2 separate regions of the Mus musculus genome follow, and region 2 is linked to region 1. The links are chromatin contacts, called in public HiChIP or PLAC-seq maps. All regions are on one chromosome and are shown on one strand. The core of a region is the stretch at or near the end of the contact, and the rest is flanking DNA. Distances in the headings are between cores, read along the strand shown.

The links. HiChIP or PLAC-seq counts read pairs in DNA pulled down with a chosen protein or histone mark.
Region 2: an H3K27ac HiChIP or PLAC-seq map of microglia shows a contact between it and region 1, with 4 times the contacts expected there. The contact joins two enhancer-like sites. A contact is called at or near these places in 1 of 15 datasets of contacts at CTCF or cohesin (pro-B cells), 2 of 484 Hi-C or Micro-C datasets (granulosa cells and nephron progenitors) and 1 of 115 datasets of contacts at active chromatin or transcription factors (microglia).

What each region holds. Positions count from the first base shown.
Region 1 is chr17:50,551,332-50,558,112 of GRCm38.p6, reverse strand. The region is part of intron 1 of Plcl2 (phospholipase C-like 2); the gene reads right to left. Among named protein-coding and RNA genes, the nearest start is that of Plcl2, 45 kb to the right of the region's middle. Within about 2 kb of position 2,857, at least 9 of the 459 cell types and tissues checked have an H3K27ac peak or open chromatin away from gene starts, as enhancers often do. A contact at or near this core is called in microglia, where this site is marked.
Region 2 is chr17:50,759,547-50,766,327 of GRCm38.p6, reverse strand. All of the region lies in intron 18 of Tbc1d5 (TBC1 domain family, member 5), which reads left to right. Among named protein-coding and RNA genes, the nearest start is that of Gm41598, 28 kb to the left of the region's middle. Within about 2 kb of position 2,712, at least 73 of the 459 cell types and tissues checked have an H3K27ac peak or open chromatin away from gene starts, as enhancers often do. A contact at or near this core is called in microglia, where this site is marked.

The DNA of each region.
Region 1 (6,781 bases), core at 1,608-4,107:
GTTGACACCATATTGTGCAATAAAATGTTTTCCAAACATTCTGGCAAGGTTTGCTCGGTTCTGACTGAGGAGACAGCCTGAGCGCGAGCAGGACGGATGACTGTGTGTGACAGTCTACTTTACCCTTTTACAAGGTCTCTGCTTAAACTTAATTTGCGTTACGAAAGAAAAATACAAAATTCTTTGATTTTAATACACATAAAACATAAATAAAAGCTATGAAAGAGCATTTTCAAGGGCTGGAACAATGTTTCAGCCGTCAAGAACATTGGCTGCTCCTCCCGAAGCCAGATTCAACCGTCAGCGTATACATGGCAGCTTACAACCATCTGCAACTCTCGTTCCAGCAGATTTGACACCCTCTTCTGGCCTTTGCAGGAACACACATGGAACACAGACACATATAAATGTGAAACCCTTACACACGTGGGTTCTGTTAGAATTCCAATTGCTTTTTTTTTTCAGGCATGCCTGTCTTTCCTTCACCTTAAAAAGTTTTATTATAAATGGTTTCATTTCTTAGAGTAAAATTTTGATTGCTAGTTAAAATACATTGCATTTTATCCTTTAAAACAATTTGTTATCAATACCCTATACAGCAATAATATAATATCCAGAGCGAGGACATGACCCCATGATAACACCCTCAGAAACACCTAGACGGAGGTACAAATAATCCTATGTCACAGAGAAATGAATCGAGGGGTTTTCAAGAAAGGTGGCTATTCCCCAAAGTGATGCTACTAAAAAGGAGCAAAGCAACCCTTGGTATCTTTCTGTTCTAGAGAGCGTAATTGTGAACAATGGGCCGGTTTTGTTAAATCCAGAGCACTTTAAGGCTGAATAAACAGAAGGAACAGAGCTAAGGTGAAGATTCAGCAAATGACTGACTTCTGAGAAGCAAGATGGTAAAGGAGACCTGGAGAGTTTCCAAAAGAAAGTAATTTCAACTGTTCTCATGCAACATTTCCCTTGCAAATTGTGTTATTAGTGTTTATGTATAAAGGGTTAGTGAACCCCTGGCTTCACTAATTTGAAACAGTCACCATGAAAGCTAAGTTTGCCGCTTTAAAGAACAACATGGCAGGTCTACTATCTAACCTGTCAATATCATTTCTAGGAATTAAAGTGGAACCCTACTAATTCTCAGATGTAAGTGTAGCTAATCAAGGAAGCCTCTCTTCACAGCAGATGGAGACCATCACACAAAGCACCACTGGACACAATGCAGAAGTCAACAGGTTGTGGGGCGCCAAGCACCAACAGACACAACTATTATCACAGTTTCTGAATCTATGGCTTAAGGAATATCTCAGAGGGAGGATCAGTAAGACTGTAAAAGCCAAAATACATGTCTGCTATGAAACAGTCTTCCTGAATCAACAGACATACCTCGGTGGTAGCAGGAGAATCTCATGGGGTCCTTCTCCTAGACACAAAGGTACAGGCAACTAAAGGCTGGTGGAAGGAGGAGAGTTAGCCGCTCCCTGGAATGAGCCCCTGATTGGTCATCCAATTCTGAGGAGTCAGCTCTGAAACTATATACACAGAAACTAATAAAATGGACTCAGCAGGTGGCATTCATATATGTTTGCATACATACACATATATATGAATGTAAAAATAATAATCAAAGGCAATGAGTCTATCAACTTGAGATGGTGGAGAGGAGCGAGTAGAGGGAAGGGAACTTACAGGAGCTGAGGGGAGGAAAGGGTAGGTGAAAGTGACAAATGTCTATCTCAACTAAAAATGTATTTTAAAAAATCAGTATATATTTAAAATATTAGAGCTACCATATAACCTGTCAGTACGATTTCTAGGAATTATGGTGAAATAAAAATATATGTCCATACAAAAATTTGTGTACTGTTATTAATAACCTTGCTTATGACAGTCAAAAGATAGAGATAATCTGAAAGTCCTTTGGCTAATAACTGAATAAATGATGGTATACCCATACAATGGCTATAGTTATTCAACTATAAAAAAAGAAGCAAACTGACACAGGATAAATTATTAAAACACTGGGCAAAAATGAAAGAAGTCAGTCTCATTTATTTTACATGTGCAGAAAAGACAAATTCAGAGAGACAGAGTGTGTTCGTGGTTGCCAGGGACTAGGAAGACGGTCAATTGAGTTGTTTGTTTTACAGAACATGATGTTCTGGAATTCAACAGTGGTAATGGTTATCAACTGTGAACATGATAAAAAGCATAATTAATTGTGTGCTTTTAAAGGGTCAGTTTTATAGCTTGTCAATTGTATCTCAATTTTAAAAACACACTGAATAGGAGTGATAAAGAAATCGAACAATAAAGCTCCCATTTACAACTGAAACCAGTTAAGAATGTGTACAAAAATGATTAGAGAAACTAACATGGCCATCTGTTAACCTTGACCTAGGTTTCATATTTAATAATTTAAAACTCATATTCTATAAATGTAAATCCCATGCAAATAAAATATAATTGAATAAAATCTGAATTTCTTCCTTAGAGGTGTATTCTACTAGTCAATAAAAACCCTTGCTTTCATGATTATAAAGTTACTTCTAAAAACTACCTCCAATTAATCAATGCTGGCAAAGTACCCACTGTGCCACCACTGTAAACAGCTGGGGGAAACCTATTTTCCATGCCCCTGCCTGACAGACAAATAACTTGGCTTTAGGTTGTAAGGAAGTTATCACCCTGGGGCTGACTATGGGCCCAGTAGAGATTCCAGAAAACCTTCAACTTACCTCTAATGCGCCTTGAGGCACTTTACAAACAGGAAGTAAATAGCATCCAACACAGAGTCCAAATGCAAAGACTGAGAGCTGTGTGTTTGAAGGAAATTGCAGACCACAGATTCCACAGCCATAGGCAGAAAACAGTACAAGAACTAGCACAACAAAAATCACCAAACAAAAGCAGCCACATACCTGAGGCGTGGAAGAAATCTGATGTACAGAATTTCGACATCAAAATACTTAAATTTAAAGCTTTAAATTGCATGCCATATCCAGTAAAAGAGGCAGCTGATTAAAAAAAAAGTGTGTGTGTGTGTGTGTGTGTGTGTGTGTGTGTGTGTGTGTGTGTGTATTTGAGAAAGCCCACTTTAGGACTTGGTAAACAGATCCTTCAACTCTTTTAAATATGCTCAAAAGAGCTGAGACGAATGAATGTTATAGGACAGAAGGAAGTAAGCTGAGCATAGCAGTTCCCATGTAAAGAGACTCCAGCCAGTCAGTCCTGGGCTGACAAACATGGTTCTGCCAGACCTTTCCCCTCTCCCCTATTTTTCGACCTTGCTAAAAAATACTGTTAAGATTACATTTAGAAAGCTAGTCACCAAGGTCTATTCCCTTATTTGGCCACTTCCTCCTCCTGAGGCTACCAAGGTCCAGCTATTAAAGTACTGAAGTCAAGGAATCAAAAGCCCCCTTCTGCATTGGAGCCCGTTCCAACCCACACTCCCCTTTCTCTTCTTAATAATTACACCTGCAAGGCCCTGAGTCGAAAGCAGCCACTTGAAGATCTCTCTGTGGAAACAGGGGTCTGGGTGTGGTTTGTGCCTAACCTGGGGTCCACAAAGGACCACCCGCTGTGTGGGGGTGGGGCAGTCTCCCTCAATAAGTACAGTCCCAGCAAGATGGAGGCCGAAACCGAAGGATCACCACAAATATAGGCCACCATGAACTATATAGTGAGTTCTAAGCCAGAGTAATGTATCGTCAACTAAAGACTATGAATAAAAAAAAAAGATTTAAAGGAACCAAACAAAAAAATTCTGGCATTTTAAAATCACAACAGGGAAGGTCTCACTAGGATTCAAAAGCAGATCTGGGCCATTAGAAGACTCAGAAAACTTCAGAGACAAAGTCCACTGACCAGTCTGTGGAAGACAGAGAAAGGGGAATGAAGAAAACTGAACAGTTCAAGACGATAGGACACTAACAATCATAGCAGCACAGAGTCCAATCGGTCAGAATCCCTGTATATGAAATGATACTGACATGAGGTACTGAGGCCAAGCACTGTGTTAAAGACCTGCTGTAAGAGGAAACAGAGACAGGCTGGTCAGTGCAGGCCATCACCTGTGCCCCCTGGTCTTCAGGCTTCTGCCCTATTCCCTTCTCAGCTGGCTGACCCTTGTCAGCCCACTCCTCACTGCCAGGTCATCTGTCCCATTTCCAGTTACTGGGGCATAGGAAGCAACTGTTATGCACTGAGGTCTGCCTTGTCTTGCCAGCAGGAGACAAAGGGCCAAGAATCCCACCTTAGAATCCCTAAGTTTCATCACTCTTGGTTGGTGGGATGCAAGGAGGAGATCTTATTTAATCACTTAAGATATTTAATTACACTTAATGGTCTTTTAATTCATTCTTAGAAAAAAATGTTTCAACATTTGAATATTATAGGATGTTTATAGTTCTTGCCGGTATCTTTTCACTTTTACGTGGCTATAAGGAAGTCAGGGTTTAATACACAAAATGTTGCCTCCACAAGTTGTTTTCTTTGTCCAAAGTGCTGCTGATGCCTTCAAGGAGGATAAGAGATCAGCGCCCTGTTCTATTGAGCCTTGTTGTGCCTGGCTACTTCCTTTGGAGGTCACATATTTAGCTGTCTCAAAAAGAGGTTTTGGTTTTTTTTTTTTTCATTTTGTTTTGAAAATGACTATTTTTCATCGTAATTGTGGTGAGTTAGGAAATGATTTTGCACCCATTTACACATGGAACATCTCATGCCGAGAGCCAATTGCAATACTTAGCGTGAACAAAAGTACATCCAAAAGATTCACTTAGTGGGTCCTTACAGACGTTTCTGACACCACCATTTGAGCATAGGAGACATATAAAGCATAGGAGACATATAAAGACATATAAATTTGAGCATATAAAGCAAGAGGCTTTCTCAATAACTACAAAGGATAGGTTATGAGGTCTTCGATATGATATCAAATTCTTATCTTTCATGAGAAGTAAAGATACACACGATTTATCAGAAGTTCTGTCCAACTAGAAAAGCATACAGGGATTTCAAAGATTGAAACTGCCTTTATGAAAATTCGGAGCTATTTTAATGCTGGGGAGGGACTGACTACCATCCAGTTAAAACAGGTTTGGCTTACCATTTGTATCACAAACTCAATCAAGGTGCTAAATTTTGAACACCAGATTTTTCTTGAATCAATTTAAGTGTAACAAAAACTGCAGAGCCAATTTTTTTTTTCTATTTCTTCTAGCAATAAAAATTCTGCTTTGTAGGACTCAATTTTTGCAACTATTAAGAAATCCAATGTCCCTCCTAGCCTGGCCGAGACTAAGAACAGCTTCTGTTGTAGCTCACTCCTTCTAACAGTTGCATGAGCTCTGCTTTGTTCTGTTAAAATATATATAACTCAATGAATTTACTAAAACCAAGCCATCTTCATTCTCCCCCCCCCCCCGCCTCCAGTGTCTTGAATAAGATTCTTCCACACAACTATCTTAACATCTCCTGTGCCCTTATTTAGATAATAGTTCTGTTGGGATTCTTCATAACCGAAGTATTTCTTGATGACCGTATAATGAACAGAAATGGGGCAATGGTAAACCATCACACCAAAATGATTTAGATTTAGATTTAGGAAAAACTTATGTTCATGACAACCAATAACTGGCTCAACTTGAGACCCATCCCATGGGCAAGCACCAATCCCTGACGCTATTAATGACACTCTGTTATGTTTGCAGACTGGAGCATGGCTGTCCTGCATCTGTCTGAGAGGCTCCCCCCTCCAGCTGATTCAGACAGATACAGGCACCCACAGCCAAACTGTGGGTGGAGCTTATGATATAAGATACCAGAGTAAACTCTGCTTCTCCCAAGCATGTAGCAAGTGTTTCCTACTAAGAAATACAGGCAAAGAACAGAACCTGGCTCCTTGCCCCTGGGAACACTTACTCTCCGGGTCAGGTCCATAACTAAAGAAAAGGACTTCTTAAACTTTAAATATTTTTATTCTTTAGAATGTCCTACATGCATACAGTATTTACATCATTTCCACATCACCCTTGAGCCCTCCAACTCCCCTTATGACTCAAGATTCCCTTTCAAATGTATGACCTCTTAATTAGTCTCTGTGTGTGCTTCTCTCTGTCTCTTTCTGTCTCTCTCTGTATCTGTCTATATCTCTGTGTGTATCTCTCTGTCTCCTTCTGCCTCTCTGTCTCTCTGTGTATTCCTCTCTGTCTCTTTCTGACTCTGTTTCTCTGTGTGTGTGTGTGTGTGTCTGTTTATGTCTGTGTGTTTCTCTCTGTATCTCCGTCTGTTTCTTTCTGTCTACCCCTACACACACACACACACACACACACACACACACACACACACACTTACACAGCCTGCTGAATCTATTTAGTGTTTTATATATGTATACATACTGAAAGCTGGCCACTAGGGATTAAACCACCTATCAGGAGGTCCAACCCTGGAGAAGACTGATTCTCCCTTTCTAAACAGCCATTAACAGCCATTAACTGCTTGTAGTTCTTCATCTAAGGGTAGGACCTTGTGAGATTTCCTCCACCTGCATTGGCATGTCACCCCGTGTGGTCATTATGCAGGTCTAGTTTTTCAGATTTTATGGATGCAGTTTTGCTGTCAGATATAGAAGACACTGCCCTCCCAGGAGACATCCTGATCCTGTTTCCTAGCATCTTTCCACACCCTCTTCTGTGCTGTTCACTGAATCATGGGTATAGGTCTTGCACTGTAGATAAACCAATTGGGTTGGACATGTACAGTTTGTTACACT
Region 2 (6,781 bases), core at 1,463-3,962, 210 kb before region 1:
GGGCAGAGGCAGGCAGATTTCTGAGTTCAAGGCCAGCCTGGTCTACAAAGTGAGTTCCAGGACAGCCAGGGCTATACAGAGAAACCCTGTCTCAACAACAACAACAACAACAAAAAGTCATGTTTCTACTGGTTAATTCAGTGTTGAGATGGCTGATCATGGGGTGTGTGGGGTGCTGTGTGGAATCGAGATGAACTCGCTAGCTGGGAGAGAGTAGCTGGGTGGTGGCCCACCAGTTCCTGTACTAGAACTTGAATGTGGACTGGCACGGCAGGAGAGATGGCAGGTCTACTTTTTTAATATTTCCCACAACTCTGGATGATTTCATCCACTGGTCTGATCACATACAAATGTGGCAAAAAGGAAAATGTATCATCTGGGCTCATTGGCTTGGTGGAAAAGGGAGTGTATTACAGTTACAAAAGATTATTCAGGTTTCCTGATTATAAAAAAAAATGACGATCTAAAAGATGGGACCATAGCTCTAACAGAGACATTTAAACTTTTATATACAGGCCCTTATAGAAGAGAACATTTTCCCCAGATACAATGTTTAAGACAGGCAGTCAGTCCATAACAATACTTTCATACCTCCTGAATTTCAATAGAACTAACTTACTGAAATATGCAATATGTTTTTACCTATATAAAGGGAAATTATAGAGCTTTTACAGATAGTCTTTGATAGTATAGATCAGGAAGACTTTTATCATTCAAATCCTATTTAAGGTTTCACAGACAAAGTATTTTAATTATTTGGTATTTACTTTTCTCACAAGTTATTCACTTATATTTCATATTATTTATTGCTGTTTAGGGTATATTTGTCTAGAGAATGTTGTTTGGATTGATTTGGAGTCAACTTTGGTCTTTACAAACATTCCATCTCTTTTTTCCCCATGGTAATCGGTTTTATTTGGGGGAGGTTGTGTTGGAGATTGGTTCTGAAGCTGTGATTCCATCGGGAATCTGCATTGAAGGTCCTTGTCCCCAATAGCTGGGCGTGGGGTGGGACACTGAGCGCTGTGCAGGTAGATGCAGAGAGGAACGAATAGAATTCCAATGACTCGGGGTAGAAGGGTGGGACGCAGGCGCAGGAGATGAAGCCTCTCTGCCCTGTGAGAACGGTGGGTGGCTCCTGGCCACTTCCCTGTTTGGGCCTGGGGTATCAGTGGAAGGTTTAGGAGTACCCACCCAGCCTTTGAGGTATCCAAAGCATTTAAAGTTAGCTAGTGTGTGTGTGTGTGTGTGTGTGTGTGTGTGTGTGTGTGTGTGTGTGTGTGTGTGTTTTCCATTTGCAAATCCAGATAGCCCCTGAGTGGATGCATGCATGCCACCCACCAGGAGCACAAACCGGTGTAGCATAAAACTCACCACTACAAGGTTATATGTTTGTATGTACATATGTGTAACATGCTTAGGGATGCTAGAGATTGAAGTCAGGTGTCCTCCTCACTCACTCTCCACCTCATTCACCTTATTGTTTGAGGCAGGGTTTCTTGCTGAACCACAGCTTCTTGACTAGAAAGGAATGGAAGGGAGGGCCTTTTGCCCATCTGAAGGACCTGCTTCTCCAAGTTCTCTGAGTTGACTTCATAATTTGTTCCGCCTTTGCTCGCCTGCCACTCTCCTGTACATGCACGCACAGAATCGCATACGCACACACGCATGCACACACACATGCACACGTGTGCACATACATAGCAAAACACCAGTTTGTCTAGACTAGTTGGCTAGCAAGCTCCAGAGATCAGTGTCCACATATAGTCACCACTGGATTGCATCACACATGGCTACAGCTGGATGAGAAGTTGATGCAGGGGTCCAAAGCTGGGTCTCTATGCTTGAGGCATTTCCCCAGCCAACCCTTTTGCTTTTTAAAAATGTCTTCCCTAGTATGTTGTTCACATAATAATCTTATTTTCTTGTAAATATATAACCCCATATCCTTGTAGAAAATCCAGAAAAAAAAAAAGTATAATCCCACCATGTTTTTCAAAGTCAAGACTACTTAAAAAAAAAAAAAAACTTATACATTGCAATCTTATTTTTCCAGTTAGTCATCTGTTGTATGTCTGTGAATTGTCCATCAACAGAATATTTTTAAAAAACATGCAGGGTTCACGTGAGTATATGTGCTGTCCTTGGATGCCTGACTAATATCTTCAGTTGCTTTTATGTATGCACATGGTTCCCTGGGGTAATGTTCTAGGAGTACATTGCTAGTACAAAACAACAAAAAAGTAACATTTATAAAGCACTTGTTAGGCCAAACTGTGTCCTTTATCAAGACTCTCCAATAATCCAATCCCCTAAGAATTACAGGCCATACTAAATAGTGTTACCATCTTATATTTGGGCTCAAAGAGTTGCTGACTCGTTAAAGCCCTAACTATTGTATGTGACAGGCCTCTTATACACTAATGCTAGGGCTATAGCGTTCATATTCCAGCTTGTTCTCCAGTACAGCGGCTGAACTGCTTCACACACCCATACCCTGTCATTTAATGCAGTGTAATATGTAGTCATTGTGTTCTTGTTCTATTTTTCCTGATGCTGTCTTCCAGGGCTATTGCCATATGCTTCTCTGGCTTGGGTTTCATTCACACCAAGTGTGTGTGCGCGAGTGTGTGTGTGTTTTACCCTGTGTATACCACAGCTTCCTCAGAGCATCTGCAGCCTTCCTCCTTCTCATCAAGACTTTCCGTTTCCTGTTCTTCCCACTTCTTGTTCACCCATCTGTTCAAGCAAGACTGGGCGCCTTTCCTGTCTCTAGCTGCTATTCTTGGCTGGTTCCTGCTGCTGCTGTCAGTGTTGGCTCCCATGTCTGCTTATCTTGTGATCTGAGGACACTCTTAGAAGCTGAGCAGAGCCCACCCCAGGACCCTTCTCGCCCTGTTTTGCTGCAAAACTGACAGTCACTCTTGTCCATAAGTGACCCTCAAACATGGTCTCCATTAGGGACAGTGGGAACAGCAGACTATGTGTCAGACCCTAGCATCTCACACATTACTGGAAGGAAGAATGTGAGAGAGGGGTTTCTGCCCATCTGAAGATCCTGCTCCTCTCAGTTCTCTGACTTGACTTCATTACTGGTTTTTCCTTTGCTCACCTGCCACTCTCCTGTACATGCACACAGACACTTGCATACACACACACACAAAACTTTGTTGACTGGATCCTTGTTTCCTGGAACATGCTTTTCTATCATTGCTTCTGATTCCTCCTCCTTCAGTACCTTCAGAATTCTAGAAAACATGCTCTCATTTCCATGCATCCTCCTGCATCTTCTCCAGAGCTTCCTACTCCTTTCTTGGCTTTAAGAACGTACAGACTGTATCTTCCTCTAAACTCATAGAGGCCAGGAGCCCACATCTCAACTGTTATTGTATTTTCTGCATGGCTTAACACAATGTAAATGAATGTATTTATTAATCAAGTTGATAAGGAAGTAAATAATAAATCATAAAACCTTATACTATTTAAAAAATATCAAAAAGGTACTGAAGGTATATAACTAACACCTGAAAGATGTATTTTATAAACAACCAAATTGCATAATATTCAGCCAACTTAATGCCCCTGTAGAAATGCCTTTCTTCTTTTAAATAAGGTCTCACCATGTAGTGCAGGCTGATCTTCAACTGCCAGCAATCTTCCTGCCTCACCCTTACAAGCAGTGGATTTGAAATGTACTACAATGATAAACCATTTCTAAACATTTTAGAAAGGAAATAGTTTAGTGAACCACTAGAAGTTAGTATCTCCATTACAGTTGGTAAATGTGCATTAAATCTTTGCTAGGAAAGCGTAGAACATGAATGTGAGTCCATCTAGGGAAGACATGGGCGAGCAGCCAAGGGATCTGGTTCTTGGTTGGCTGCCTAACCTGGAGCATATACTCCCAGAGAATATGGCTGACAGGAATATCTGTCAGTAAATGAGAGGATCTGCCACACAGGTTTGTTGTGAAGAGTAAATGGATCCATACATGAAAAGCTCATTGTGAGGGTCTATATACGCTCAGCCCATGGAGTGGCACTGTTAGCAGGTGTTCTCCGTGGTGGAGTAGGTGTGGTGTCACTGTGGGCGTGGACTTTAAGACCCTGATCTTAGCTGCTGGAAGCCAGTATTCTGCTAGCAGCCTTCAGATGAAGATGTAGAACTCTCAGCTCCTCCTGCACCATGCCTGCCTGGATGCTGCCACACTCCCACCTTGATGATAATGGACTGAACCTCTGAACCTGCAAGCCAGCCCTAATTAACTGTTGTCCTTGTAAGAGTTGCCTTTTTATCTGTTCACAGCAGTAAAACCCTAAGACACTCATTGTCCAGTTTATTTAATATCACTCTCCAAAAAGTTAGATGCTAGCTTTTTTTCTTTTCTAGTAAAGTATCCCCTGCCCTCTAACTCTTACCTATAAGGCTTCCAAATACAGTTTGCTGTGGTCTGTAGGTAGCCCAGCCTCGGGTGTCCAGTTCTTGCCTTATATATGGATTTGCTCTTCTAAACGTAGGACAATGCTGGATTCTGATGTCCCTTATTGATCTTTTGCCACATGAAGTTTAGAAACCAGAAACTACTATTTTCTGACAGTGAATCATAAATTTCTGTTCTTTAAGCCAGTTTCATTGTTTTAACTTAATTATGTTTTTAAAAACCGAAAAACTATATGACTTGACTTATTGAGTGTATGTCCTGGCAGGAATCTCCATGCATACTCATCTCCTTCTTCCATCATTTCTGGCAGACAGAGGTGTAAAGAAGAATTAAAGAACTTGTCAAAGTTATTCAACTAGAAAATGGGAAAAATGGGTTTTGAACCCAGGAATGTCTACTCCAGAATTCCATCATGACCCCACCACATTCCTTCCTATTACAGATAGTAGACGATGCAAGCAAGAGTAAACACAGTGAGCGGTTCCTTTCAGGACCATTAAGTGGTTGTTTTCATATGACCTCAGGGTGATTGGGCAAGCATTTCTTTTTTATTCAGAAGGCCAGTGTAATGAAAGGGAGTGACTGAAGCTGCCTTGTGGAGAGTATTGTTAGCTGCAGGGAGTGTACAGCCTGAGACACTAAGATAGAGATTAAAGTGGCTTCTGACAGTTTTAGAATTGCAATTATATAATATGATGAGAATAAGCGGCAAGCCACCCTTTGTTCCCACGTGATCCCATTTCTATTTATAAGCTGAGTGATAGCTGAAGGCTTTCAGAATGTTTTTCACATTCAGCAACCTCGTTGGGGATGAGAAACTGCATTTCAGAGTGCCAAATATAAGAGATTCTTGGCCCTTTGCACCTGCTTCAACCAGAGCAGTCCTCTTCAGTCTTAATGACCTTTCCCCGAAAATGAAGGTTTGAATGAATAAATGTGCCCTTTCCACAATGTTTGTGTGGATTCTGTATGTGTTGAGATTATAACAGAGCTCTTATAACAGAGCCCCCACATGAAAACGAAAATTTAGAAATTGTAGTTTCTTATCCTTCTAAATTTAGCAGCCAAGTACCTAGGGTAACCCATAGTTGCAAACCTTGTTCTGCCCATGGTCTCTATCAGATAGTGATAGCATCTAGCATGGCAGAGTAGCAGAGTGTGGACATTTGAGCTGCAAGCGCTTCTCCAGCTGCCCAGTACCTCACACCAGAAGGCCACACACAGCTCTTTTCTCTAAAATGTGTCCCTCCCAGCTTTCCCAAAGCAAGGCACTAAGTGCAATAAAGGCTTCTGAATAAGATAAAGTTCCTAAAGGCTGTTGTGTTTTAACTGATGTGGCTGCTAATCTAATAAACCATTACCCCACGTAAACAGAGTTTATTTCAACCAGGAAGCTTCTCTTTTCTGGTGTTCTTTGTATACTCTGGGTTGTCAATACCCTACCTACTAGCTACAACCAGACCCTAGCTTGAGTCCTAGGCTAGATGCTGGTTGGGTTTGTTACCACAACCAACAGATGACTCCGTGAAGGCTGCAAGAGGCTGGGGCCAAGCTTCCCAGAGCACTGTTTCTTGTTTCATTATAAGACTTGTGCACTCTACTGTATGGTCCACTTTCATGTCCCAACTCATTACCACTTTAAGTGCCTTGGGAGCAGAATTTGAGTATACATCCTCCAGAGGGTTGAGTTTCCACCAGGGCTGGAGAGGGAGATGGCCAAAGGCCACATGACTTGTCAGTGACAAGACAGGAATGGAACTTAAGTTTCTCTCATACAACAGCCGCCCACGTTCAACCATCTCTCAATACATAGGGGGCAGCTTCAAAATTGAATATCACAGGGAGGGTTCTGTTACTCCCTTCAGTCTGTGAGTTAGGAACTTGGACAGGGTTCATCAGGCTGTGCTTTGCTCCAGGTAATATTAACTGGATCTCTCTTCCTTACCTGGCTACAGCTATGATGGACTAAAAGATACCAGAACAACATTTTATCATGTCTAGAGTCCCACTGCTTCTCCTATGGCCATTCCTCCACCATGATTCTCTCTTGGATGCTCTAACCTGAACCTCGTATATAACCTCGAATATGTTAGGGAAAGCAGAATTTGCCAGGCTTTTAAACTTTCCCCAACGTGACATAGCTTGACTTTACGGCAGTCTCCAAATGAAGGCAGTGAGGCCAGTACAGATGCAAGAGATGGAGAGGGATTCTTGTAGGCTAACGAGACCACATGCACTTGAAAGAGAAGGAATATATGGTACCATCTCCTCAAACTGACTGCAGCTTTCACAGATGAAGAAATGCAGCCTTCTCTAATTGCCACAGCTATCTTACAGAAC